Regions from separate parts of the Sus scrofa genome. Here region 2 is linked to region 1. The links are chromatin contacts, called in public HiChIP or PLAC-seq maps. All regions are on one chromosome and are shown on one strand. Each heading gives the region's core, a stretch centred on a gene start, on an enhancer-like site or on the middle of the called end of the contact. The rest is flanking DNA. Distances are from core to core; before and after follow the strand shown. Region 1 overlaps SH3BP5 (SH3 domain-binding protein 5). Region 2 holds the start of SH3BP5 (SH3 domain-binding protein 5).

Region 1 (6,709 bases), core at 3,751-6,250:
ATAGGACACTTCAGATATCATCACAGGTTCTCCTGGACGGTGCTGCTCTAGACACAGCCTTGTAAAGGTATTAACTCAGGGCTTTGTGGGTCTCATGGAGGCCCTTGTGGATATTTCTTGTTAGGTAAAGCAGATTTCCCCAGGTTCCTTTTTTTTAAAAAAAAAATTTATTTTATTGAAGTGTAGTTGATTTACAATGTTGTCTTAATTTCTGCTGTACAGCAAAGTGATATGAACCATATCATTTTCTTTTGCATATGGTTTATAGCAGGATATTGACTAAAATTCCCTGTGCTATGCAGTAGAACCTTGTTGTTTATGTATCCTATATATAATAGTTTGCATCTGCTAACCCCAATCTCCATGTCCTTCCCTCCCCCTCCATCCCCCCCTGGCAACCATAAGTCCATTCTCTATGTCTGGGGATCTGTTTCTGTTTTGTAAATAAGTTCATTTGTGTCCTATTTTAGATCTGACATGTAAATGACATTATGGGTTATCATGATATTTGTCTTGCTCTGTCTGACTTACTTCACTTAGCATGATCATCTCTAGGTCTATCCATGTTGCTGCAGATGGCATTATTTCATTCTTTTTTATGGCTGAGTACTATTCCGTTATATATATTACCACATCTTCTTTATCCACTCTTCTGTTGATGGATATTTAGGTTGTTTCCATGTCTTGGCTGTTGTGAATACTGCTGCTATGAACATTGGAGTGCATGTATCTTTTCAAGTTACAATTTTGTTCCATGGGTTCCTTCTTAAGCTTGAACTGTGTCCTTGATTTCCCATCTGCAGGACATTCGTCAGAAGTTCCGCTCTGTTCTGGTTGAAGCGACAGTGAAACTGGATGAACTGGTGAAGAAAATTGGCAAAGCCGTGGAAGATGCGAAGCCCTACTGGGAGGCACGGAGGGTGGCGAGGCAGGTACGCTTCTACCCATCACCCTGCATGCACGCCATGGGTACCTCTGACTCTTGAGCCTCCCGCTGAAGGTCCGGAGTGCAGAATAGCCATGACCTTGTCAGTAGCTGCATTTGGAGTCAGCCTCTTATTTTATTCCCCCCACAACCTGTCTTTACTCCAACTTTTGGTACTATTAATAGAGTGTGGTTGCTGGCATTTGGATGTCTCTGCCAGTGAGTGCCACCTGGCTGCCGGTGTGGGTACTGGGGTCCCCCTCTCAGATAGCTGGGCTGGCTCATGTGAACCAGGGTCTGTGTTTAGAATATCAGGCTTATCCTCTGCCCTCGCTCATGACTGCCTGTCGGGCATCAGGAGGCACAGCCCCTCTCACGTGTTCTCCTTCCTAGTTTGGAAGAAATTAGCCATTTGCTTCTCCTGAAACACTGATTCTTTGTCCTCAAAGCCCAAATAGGCAACTGAGGGACGGGGAAGGAAAGGGGTGGCAGAGGGGGCTCTGGCCAGGCAACTGCTGGGGCCTCGTGGAGCTCTGTTCTGGTTTCAGAGTGTGTCTTCCTTGGATGGCCACTGACATGGGGCATCCCCCAGTCTGATAGCCAGGTCCTGTGAACGGGAAGGAAAAGAGTTCCCGACACCTGGAGGTGCCTGCTGTATGCTGGGCCCTGGGCTGGGACCTTTCATATCTCTTAGCCCATATGGGCTTCCTGCTCAGGGAACTCTTAGCAGTTAGTCTAGATTGAGTTCCTGTCCCTGCTCTGTGCTTATATGATGGGAGATGCTACCCCGCCCCTGCCCCAGCATCTCTACTTGTAAGCAGACGCCCACTGAGGGCTGGTACTATGTGAGCCCTACTGTGTGCACATCGTGTCGTTGGGCGCAGGACGGGGGTGATGGGAAAAGAGCCCTTGGAAAGCGAAGCCCCAGAAACCGAGAAATATGTTGAGATCAGTGCCATTGAGAATGAAGGGCCAGGACTTGGGCATTCCTATTCCTTCACCTGCTCCATGTACCCCTCAGATTTGAACCCCCCAGGTGCATTGGTGGTTCTGCTGAGATCCTAGCTATGTGTTCAGGTTTTACACTCTGAACCCTGAGCTGAGCTGTCTGGTTGGAATGTGCCAGATGTGTTGCCTTTTTTCCTAGACAGACTGGCTGCCCGAAGCCCTTCCTCCTTCCCTGGCCAGCTGCCCTGGGCTGCACAGCATCAGAGTGCCCATTACATGTTGGTCTGTGACAAGCCTGAGCAGTCAGCCCTCTCTCCGCCTCCCCACCCAGACCTCCAGCTTTTCAGGGAGAAAAAAATCTTCTCCAGAAGGTGCTCACCAGTCCCTAGAAACTCCCCAACCCTCGGGCATCCTCCCTCCAAAGTACCTGTGTGCCACAACCTTCAAGGTGCCCCCATGTTGGGGACATGTCTCCTCCAGCTTAGCCTAGGGTATTATTGGTCTTGACCTTGCAGTACAAAGGGTTCTGGTTATGTGTGAGGAGAAAAAAAAAATTCTTTTAACAGTTCCTGAGACATGCGGAAGTTCCCGGGCCAGAGATCGAACCTGAACCACAGCAGTGAAAATGCAGAGTCCTTAACCCCTAGGCCACCAGGGAACTCCAGAAAGTTCTGATAATTTAATGTAAACATTGGGTCAGTGCTGCGGAGGTCATGAAATCTCACCTTCTGAAATTCTTCATCACTTAAGTTTGTGATCCGTTAATTCTTTTGAGGCCACAGATATCGATTTCAAAATATCCCTCTGCTTATGCCATGGAAGACTGAAGAGTGGTGTGTGTGAGCTTCCCCTTGGAGCTGAGGCAATGGCTTCCTTACCTGGAGCTGGCTAAAGGGACGTTGGTGTTCAGGGACCTCTAGAGGTTGGCTCCTCAGGTGGCCAGGTCCAGCTGATGGGCAGTGTCCCTCTTTAGCTGAGCTGGTCAGATGCATTCCCGCCATGGCGTCTTTGAACTTGTGGTCCCTCTGCCATTGTCTTAAATGCAGGATCTGTGGTCCACTCCATCTTTTTTGGTTTTCTGCTCAGATGTCACTTTTATCAACCAGGCTTTCCTGGGCTAAGAGTTAAGTCACAACTGCCAGCCCACCATCTCCACCATCCCAGCCCTTGCTCCTGGTTTGGCTTGTCTCCGTAGCAATTATCATGCCCCAATCTGTTGTTATTGTTCACTTGTTTACAGTCATGAAAGTCCACAAGTTCCTAAACAGGGGATTTGGTCTGTGCGGATCATTGCCATGTTTGCAATACCAGCTTACCAAAACTGTTCGGGTCCGGAGCAAATGAACAAACGAACCGATGTGTGAATGATGAGGTTGACCAGATGTTCCTCCTGGCCCACCCTTGGTGTTTTGAGCCTTCTGTCTCTGTTGCTGCTTTACTCACGGGTTTTTTCCTGTTCATGGCTAGGTGAGCAGAGGAATTAGGAGTGTGACCAGCAGATCCAGCTTTGTCTGGGTTGAGTTCATTCAAATCTAATTTGGCGGGTGGGTCCCCAGTTGGCTGTGACACATCTCAAATAGATTTCATACCACTCCCCAGTTGTCTTTGATGGAAAAAGAGGTCGGAGGGAACTGGATTGGGAGGGTCCCACTCTGGGCTGCAGAGAATTGTGGCTTTTCTCCTTCCTCTCTTCTCTTGGCCAGCAAGGACAAGGGTTGCGACAATTACTGAGTCCCTTGGACTAGCCTCTGAGTCATCAGGTCTCATGAGATAATTACCCAGACCCTGGGGCTGAGTGACTCTCCATCAGCTGGCAGAGCCCACGCTGAGTATCGAGGGAATTCTGCTTGGCTTTATGACTGCAAACCCTCCCCTTAAACTGCCTCCTTGCAGGTGGGCAGGAAGAAGGCTCAGAGTGACCCCTTCCCTCAGCCCCAAGGGACCTTGCTGGTCTCTGGCCGAGGAACTGGAAGGATGCTCAAAGGCTGAGTCTGGGAGTGGATGTCGCTTTTCATTTCTGAGGATGGAGGGCCTTCTGGGCTGGGCTAGGCGGCTAAGTTCTTTCTGTGCATCAGTGTCCTCTGACCTTCCTAGTGGTGAAGCTGCTGCCAGTTGGGGTTTCCTGTTTTCTTCCTCTGGTCTTATTCCCACCCCTTCCTTTTTATATTTACAACACCTCCTGACTGTGTGTAGCAGGGATGGTCTCTGAGAGATGCCTTTGAAGTATCTTCCCCAAGTGTGTATGTGAGGCCCTACATACACACGCATAGCCTCAGCATCCTCATTTCTGTGAAGGCAGTGACCTGAAAACAGTGAAACAGACATGGTCATAAACCATTACAGTCACAAGGTGTTCTTATGACTTAATAAGATAATGTTTGATGACAGAATTCCTACATAACCTTAAGTTTTGGCTTCATTTTAAAAAAAAAATTGTAGAGGAGTTTTCTTATGGCACAGTGGGTTAAGGATCCGGTGTTGTCAGTGCAGCGGCTTGAGTTGCTGCTGTGGTGCGGGTTTGATTCCTCGCCCAGGAACTTCCACATGCTTCAGGCACAGCCAAAAAAAAAAAAAAAAAAAAAAGTAGAAAATTCAGTAAATACACACAAAAAAGAAAATAAGTCCCTATGCCATCTTAATATTTGATGTATCTCTCTTTTTTTTAAATAAGAGATTATACCATAGTGGTGGTTTTATAATGTCTGTCTCAGTGGAACAATAGATACTTACAAAGAGAAGGACTTCTACAGTTTGGTTTTCTGTGAAGAGTTTACAAAGATATGCAATCACTGGGGCAAGTAGAAATTATGTCTGCTCATCAGAAATTTGCACTGACTTTCTTGTTCCTGATGTCAATTCATTTTCGTACCATGAGTCATGAGTCAGATTAGGTCCTGTGATCTTGAAAACCCTGTCCAAATTCTTCCAAGAGGAGGCAGAAAACTTTTTTTTTTTTTTTTTTTTTTTTTTTACTCTAGGCTGGGGTGGGAGCAGGAAACTGGCTTTGATTTATTTGAGGTTTTTGTCTGTGAGCCAGAGCTTGTTTTTAAGGTGGCTTTGACGTATCTGCCAGCCCATCTGGCCTTCAGTGTGTGGCTGGGGACATTCTGACGAGGGGGGCGGAACCCTTGTGACTCAGGAAAATTAACTGGCAGAGAGTTTCTTGCTTACTCTGCTCCCTGGGTTCTAACCGGTCTAAGAGTGGCTCTGGGCCTGTCATTTTATCATTGCTGGTCCCAGCCCTTGAGAATGTTTTCCTCTGTGGTGAACTGTATTTAATATAGGATTTACCATTTTAACTTTTACTTTTTAGGGCTGCATCCATGGCATATGGAAGTTCCCAGGCTAGTGGTCAAATCGAGCTATAGCTGCTGACCTACGCCACAGCAGCAGCAACTTAGGATCTGACCACATTTTGTGTATTCATTCATCCATTGGTGGACATTTGGGCAACACCTTGTTATTTTTAAATGGTTGGAATATGTCAGAAGACTTTGCAACCCCGAAGGCCAGCATAAATGCAAAATAGTGAGGGTTATTCAGGGCTGTCCACTGTCCGTTTTGTGTTTATGGGACCAAGTAAGTTCATGTCCTTTAACCTCCTTTGGGGACGTGAGTGAGGAAGTGTTTGAAACTTAGAGTGACTTAGCTGTAGGACAGCTGATAAAGCTCAGCCTCTGAGCCTGACAGCCTGGCTCTGGATCCCAGCTTTACCACTGAATAGCTATGGGACCTCGGTAGGTTCCTTAATTTCTGTGCCTCATTTTCTTCATCTGTAAAATGGAGTTGTACATCAGGTAGCTTTTGTTGTGAAACAAATCAAACACAGTGGTTGAGATATTCATTTTGCTTGTGACTTTGCTGGGCAGGTTTTCTGATCTCGGGTTTGGCTGATTTCATGAATATACAGTCAGTTGGTAGATTGGCTGGGGGCCGGCTGAGCTGGGATGGCTTTATCTGTCAAGCAGTTGGTGGATTGTCAGCTGAGGCTTCAGGGGTGGCTAGACCACATGCATCTCATCCAACAGGCTAGCTTGGGCTTCTTCCCTTGGTGCTCGGATTCTGCGAACAAAAAGGGCAGGCCCTTTACAAGCCTCTGCTTGTATCACATTTGTTAATGTCTCCTGTTGGGCGGAGGAAGTCACATAGCTAGTCCAAATGCAAGAAGTGGGGAAAAAATAAACTCTACCTGCAAAGTACTTGCAAAGAATTATAGCCATTTTTTGGTTGTTTTTTTTTTTGTTTTGTTTTGTTTTTGCAATTCACCAGCGTGATTAAGTTAGTAGGTGTAAAGCATTTGGATGAATGAAAAACAGTATGAGTTTTTATTCCAGATGTGTTTTTTTTTTTTTTTTTTTTTTTTGTCTTTTTGCTATTTCTTGGGCCGCTCCCGCGGCATATGGAGGTTCCCAGGCTAGGGGTTGAATCGGAGCTGTAGCCACCGGCCTACGCCAGAGCCACAGCAACGTGGGATCCGAGCTGCGTCTGCAACCCACACCACAGCTCACGGCAACACCGGATCGTTAACCCACTGAGCAAGGGCAGGGACCGAACCCGCAACCTCATGTTTCCTAGTCGGATTCGTTAACCACCGCGCCACGGCGAAAACTCCTCCAGATGTAATTTTGTATCAAATACTGTATCTCTAAAGTCAGTCTGCTACATTAAAACAAAACAAAACACCACAACCACAACTGCAAAACATACTCTATAGATAGAAGGTAGCAGAAGAAGCAGTCTTCTTCGGCTGGAAGATGTGGAGACAGAAGGGTGACCCCAGGCAGGATGGGAACGGAATGAGATGCTTGTGAAGATAAAATGTGGCAGAAGATTGAA
Region 2 (5,770 bases), core at 2,280-4,779, 37 kb before region 1:
TAGTTTTGACCTCACGGGCATCCTGAAAGGTCTTAGAGACCTCCAGGGGTCTGTAGCCCATACTTTTAGAGCCACGCATCCAGAACAGTATGGTGGCGAAAATAAATATTAAGCATTTGCTTGGGTTACAAGCCACTTACATGGCTTGCATTATTAGCATGTGAGGTAGGCGGAAGTTTAGGATTACCCCATTTCCTGCCCCCTACTGTACGTATTCCCGTACAATGCTGGGAACCTGTGAATATGACAGGTCAGTCACGGCAGTGACTAGGTGGTAAATATGGCAAAACCCTCTCCTTGAAAAATGGGAGACTATTCTGGGTGGACCCCACCTAATCAAGCAAATCCTTCAAAGGGACTGGGGTCTTCCTGAAGAGGAGATTGAAGTATCAGAGGGACTCGACACACAGGAAATCTCTACTGCTGGCTTTGAAGTTGGAGGGGCCAAGTGGTCAGGAATGCAGGCAGTTTCCAGCAGCTGAGGTTGGTCCTTGGCTGGTAGTTAGCAAGGAAATGAAGACTTCAGTCCTACAACCACAAGGAAGTGAATTCAGCCAAGAACCTGAATGAGCTTGGAACGATTTTCTCCTCAGAGCCTTCAGAAAGGAATATAGGCTGGTTGATGTCTGCAATCAGTCTGGGAGACCTTGAGCAGAGAAGAGAGTCACACCAGGTCCGAACGTCAGGCCTACAGAACTATGAGGCAATAAATGAGTGTTGTTTTAAGCCACTAAATTTGTGGTAGTTTGTGACACAGCAGTAGAAAATGAATACATTATGCATTGTTTTAAATTTATTTTAGAAATATACAAATAATCATAAATATACCTACCCTCTTTGTAAAAAATGAAAACATGATTGAGGTGTTCCCATTGTGGCTCAGTAGGTTAAGAACCTGACTAGTACCCATGAGGATGCAGGTTTGACCCCTGGCTTCGCTCAATGGGTTAAGGATCTGGCATTGCCACAAGCTGTGGCATAGGTCACAGATTTGGCTTGGATCTGGTATTGCTGTGGCTGTGGTGTAGGCCAGCTGCTGCAGCTCCAATTCAACCCCTAGCCTGGGAATTTCTATATGCTGCAGGTGAGGTCCTAAAAAGACAAAAAAAAAGAAAAAGAAAAGAAAAGAAAATATCGAGCGATTAAAAGTTCCCTTTGACCACCCCCCAATCCTAGCCAATCTTGGCCCCTCCCTCCCTTTTCCAGGGCTAGCCATCCTTTGTTGGGTATGAATCCTTCCTTTTAAACCTTTTTCCTATACAGCGATGTGCATATGTATGTAATGAAATACATCGTACCGCAGTGGTTTATTTTCCTTATTTTAGCTTCAGAACACTATTTGGGATTCATGCTATGGCTGGTCCAGGTCTTCTAAAAGAGCAACAACAACATCCACAACCAAAGTCTAAACTGAGGTTCTAGAGCAGTTTCCCTATGTCCCATAGAGGCATTTTGAGCCACCCTATTGCTCTTAGATCCAAGCTTAAATAGAAATGTATTTTGGAGGCTGTTGTTTGAGTTGAGAAGCATTTAGAACCAGGGCTGACCTCACTTTCCTTGTTTTCAACCTCTGTCTCAGTTTGTTCACAATCAGGATGAAACTGCTCAGTTATAGGCTCAATCCTGAGCCACCAAGGAAACACTGGTGGCTCTTGTGTCCTAAAGTGACTCTTTTGTTGTTGTTGTTGTTGTTTTGTTTTTTAGGGCCACATCTGAGGCATACGGAAGTTTCCAGACTACAGGAAAAATCAGAGCTGCACCTGCTGACCTATACCACAGCCACAGCAATGCTGGATCCAAGCTGCGTCTGCGAACTACACCACAGCTCATGGCAATGCTAGATCCTTAACCCACTGAGTGAGGCCAGGGATCAAACCCGTATCCTCATGGATACTAGTTGGGTTTGTAACCCGCTGAGCCACAACAGTTACTCTTAATGGCCGTCTTGATCCTGACTTCACCTACCACTGGAAAACGAAATGCAACCATGTGTTTAGCAAGGAGCTTGAGAACATCTCTCAAAGAATTGCTGACGCTTCCTTGATTTAAAGAACAATGAACAGGTGTGACCTGTTTAGAAACAAACCCAAGGCTCTACTTCCAGGAGACAACAAAGGTTCTTTGACAGTGGACCACAGTGTCTGAGTGTGTAGGGTGGAAGCCTGCCCAAAGAGTAAACACCCCCCTCCAACTAAGCCTTTCAGAAAACCATTATAAGCAGGTTTTTCCAAGCTTGGCTTTAATGACAGGCTCTCAGAAAGAAGCTCCTTTCTCAAGCAAGTCTTCCCTTCAAACTCACAGAGCCCATGGGCCACGAGCCTCCATGTAGGAAGTGTGTACACCCTGCAATTTTGTAGTGAAGGAGACATTAGCAATGGCCAGTGGCAATGTCCTTGCCTGCTTCACTAAAGTCATCTGACTTTCTGCTCCCCTGACATCACAGTGGATCTGACATTTCATAAAAGCACAGATATACCCTTATTCTTTGGCTTTTTGTGATGTTGAGTTTGCCAGGCAAGTAAGTTCTGGCTCCCTACCTGTTTGGGTGGGCAGGAAAACTTACTAGCTCATAAATCCTTGGACAGAGTGTGTCCATTAACAGGGGTTACACTCACATCTTTTTTTCTTTTTCTTTTTCCCGCTACCCCTGGAGTATATGGAAGTTCCTGGGCTAGGGGTTGAATCAGCACTGCAGCTAGGTCCCTAACACCACCAGCCACAGGCAAGGTGGGAGCCGAGATGCATCTGCAACCTATGGTTGCCTGCAGCAAGGCTGGAACCATACTCATTGATCGAGGCCAGGGATTGAAACTATCTCCTCACAGTGACACTGTCAGGTCCTTAACCCACTGAGCCACAATGGGAACTCCACACACTCACATCTTCTTGAGAAGGCTGTACCCACCCACTGATCTGTGGATTTTCCATGCGTCCTGGCTATTCAGGGAGGATCACCTAACCCATCGAAAAGCACGTAGCTTGGCCCAGTGGGGGCCACAGCCTTTGGACCAAGAATCCACGCATGGAGCTGCAGCTGGCTCCTCTCTTTATCCTTTTGTGTTTATGTGAGTATATGTTGTAGTTCCCTGTTCTGGGGAAATCTTCAGGTGGATTCAATTCCCAAGGTCACCCACGGGGGCAAAGCGCTTCCAGTGTATACAGGAGTTTGAGTGAGTCTTGAAACTGGTCCCGGGTCACTGAATACCAGCTTCTAAAGGTGACTTCAGACAGTGGCAATACCCCTAACTTCCCTTCCAAGCAGTTAGTTTGCCTGGGCAGAGGAGGGAGGGAGAAAAGCACTCTTGTCACCAGGCGGCTGACGTTGGGGAGCTTGTGATCTCTCCGGGCTGCTAAGTTAAAAGGGGTGAGGGCTCCTCCATTTCACGACCCTAAGGTTTTCCGGGAGTGAGGTTTTGTGACGGAGCCCGGGTGCCGGGGCCATAGCTGGGGCCGCGCAGGGCGGGCGGGCCGGCCTGGGGCGGAGCGGGCGGCGCTGCGCTTACTGCCGCGGCGGACAGGGGGCGGCCGCGCCCACTTCCTCCTGCTCGGGGCCGGGGACCCGCGGCAGCAAGCGGCGCTTCCAGAGCGCACCGGGCGGTGGCCAGACGGCCCCGGCCCAGCCTGCGAACGCCACTCCTGCGCTCCGAAGTCCGCCGTTCGCTTCGCTCTCCGGCCACCCGCATGGACGCGGCGCCGAAGCGGAGCCGGCCGGAGGAGGCGGCCGAGCTCCCGCCGCCAGCCCGGGACTCGGAGGAGGAGGAGGAGGAGGAGGGGATGGAGCCAGGGCTGGAGGAGGAGGAAGAAGTGGACCCCCGGATACAGGTAGGGCGCGTGGATCCCGGCAATGGCACTGAGCCCGCCTCGCGGTCCCCGGTGCTTGCACCCGGGAGAGGTGGCCGCGTAGGTCCGGGGCTGGAGGAGACAGTCAGAGTACCCGGCTTCACCCGGTTCCTGGGAGGCTGCGGTGCCCGCGTGGACGCGGCCTGACTCTATCGCGGGGATTACCCCGCAGGATCCGTGGGGTCGCCGCAGCGTGTCCGGCGGCTCGGGAGGGTGTGCAACAAAGAGAAAAGGGGGCGGGGGCGCCACGCCGGGCTCCCGGAGCCCGAGGGCCGCGTGGGCGCGGGCCGGGGGCGGTGGGCGTCGCCGCCCCTGCAGCAGGGTGGCCTCTCATGCTTGGGGTTCGGAGCACTCACCTGGCGGAGGTGCCCGGCCTGAGCCTGCCTGAGCCTTCTCCCTCTTGCTTTGATTCGTTGTTAGCAGGACGAAGGGTTTATTGTCACCACGGCTCAGCCCTCCGCTTGGCCTCAAATGGTTTAAAACCCAGCGTTTCCTCCTTTTGAGGTCGGCAGTGAACAGAAATTGGGGGCTAACAGCGCAAAGCTAACGTGGCGAGAAGGCGAGGGGATTGGCCTGGCTTCCTTGCCTCCATTTCTCTGGGAGATGATTAAAAGACAGTTTCCAAGCCGAGATCTAGCAGCGACAGCTTAACCTCTTCACCCTCTGGGGAAAAAGCACAGCATATTCCGTTCCAAGACTCTTTCCATAAATCATTTTTTAAAATAAATATTGTTTTGCAGCACGCGATGCGATTTCTGAAGACCTAATTGGTTTTTCAGTGCGCAGATCAATTAAAAGCTCATTTAACTCAGCTGTTGGCGTTTAAATGAATTGTTACGGCAGGTTAGCAAGACAAAGATCAGGTGGAAAAATCTTTACATTAGGAATTCTAAATAAAATCAGTTTGAACTACTAAATTTTGTTTTCTGGGTAGGGGAATTCTGTTGACAAGATCCTTTGTTTGCAGAGTAAAATGAGTTAACTTCATACTGGGCACTTTTTTTTTTTTTAAACAAAATGTCAGTTTGTAAATGTTATTTAAAGATCAATGTTTATGTTAGTTTTAGTTTGTTTTGTAAACAGCTAGGAAGGTTGAATAATTGGCAGTTTGAAAAGATTTTCGTCTCTAAAGAAAAATACTCAACCATGGATGAGTAAGTGCCAGAATTCTGCCTTGATATAAATCATTTCACTGGGTTTTTACTTTTGGCATGGTTTTGTTTGCTTGCTCTTACTGGTTTGGGTTTTTTTTTTTTTTTTTTCTTTTTCCTGCAAGTTTTTGCTCTAAAGCAGAGGGTTATTGTTTGGATTCAGCCCTTAAATCATTGTAACAGGTGAGTTTACCTGAAGGCACATACCTGGAATAAAATATTTGACCTTCTAAGAAAAGAAAATTCCTCGGACCTTAGTCATTTTCAGAAGGGCTACCACCCAGATAAAGGTTTCAGAAATGCTGACATTTCATTTGTTCTTTAGCCAAGGCTCAACTGTTTTCCTTGAAAATTAATACTGACTGGTTCCTCTTCCTGCAAATGATGCTGGAGTAATTTTGCAGGTTGGGAGGGGGGCAGAGTCATACCAGAACAAAAGACAATCCCTGAAAGCTTTTTCTCTCCCTTTTCTTCATCAGGGAGAACTGGAGAAGTTAAATCAATCCACGGATGATATCAACAGACGGGAGACTGAACTTGAGGTACAGAAAGCTGGGTGCTTGTTTTTGGGGAAGTGGCGTTGTCTCTCTGACACCAGGCTGGTTCATTTTGTTTTAAGAGGTGGTTGCTGGCATTCACTTTCGCAGTTGAGCAACAGCCTGCGTCTGACAGAATAAATACACCACTGAGTCCAGCTTGTGGGTGGAACACATGTGGATCCAATTTCATATATATTTTTTTAATCATGGAACCTCCATGGGGCCAAAAGCAAGGGCTTT

What was found. HiChIP or PLAC-seq counts read pairs in DNA pulled down with a chosen protein or histone mark.
Region 2: an H3K27ac HiChIP or PLAC-seq map of skeletal muscle shows a contact between it and region 1. The contact joins the promoter of SH3BP5 here to the enhancer-like site in region 1. A contact is called at or near these places in 1 of 5 promoter capture datasets (fetal skeletal muscle), 14 of 47 Hi-C or Micro-C datasets (blood, embryonic fibroblasts, epiblast stem cells and 9 more) and 2 of 2 datasets of contacts at active chromatin or transcription factors (alveolar macrophages and skeletal muscle).

Annotation. Positions count from the first base shown.
Region 1 is chr13:2,547,077-2,553,785 of Sscrofa11.1, reverse strand. SH3BP5 (SH3 domain-binding protein 5) reads left to right here. Exons shown (of 9, transcript XM_003132063.5): 3 at 804-932. Among named protein-coding and RNA genes, the nearest start is that of SH3BP5, 35 kb to the left of the region's middle. Within about 2 kb of position 5,000, at least 46 of the 83 cell types and tissues checked have an H3K27ac peak or open chromatin away from gene starts, as enhancers often do. A contact at or near this core is called in alveolar macrophages, embryonic fibroblasts, fetal liver and 5 more, where this site is marked.
Region 2 is chr13:2,583,360-2,589,129 of Sscrofa11.1, reverse strand. It overlaps SH3BP5 (SH3 domain-binding protein 5), which reads left to right and starts at 3,529. Exons shown (of 9, transcript XM_003132063.5): 1 at 3,529-3,822; 2 at 5,471-5,533. The coding sequence starts at 3,682.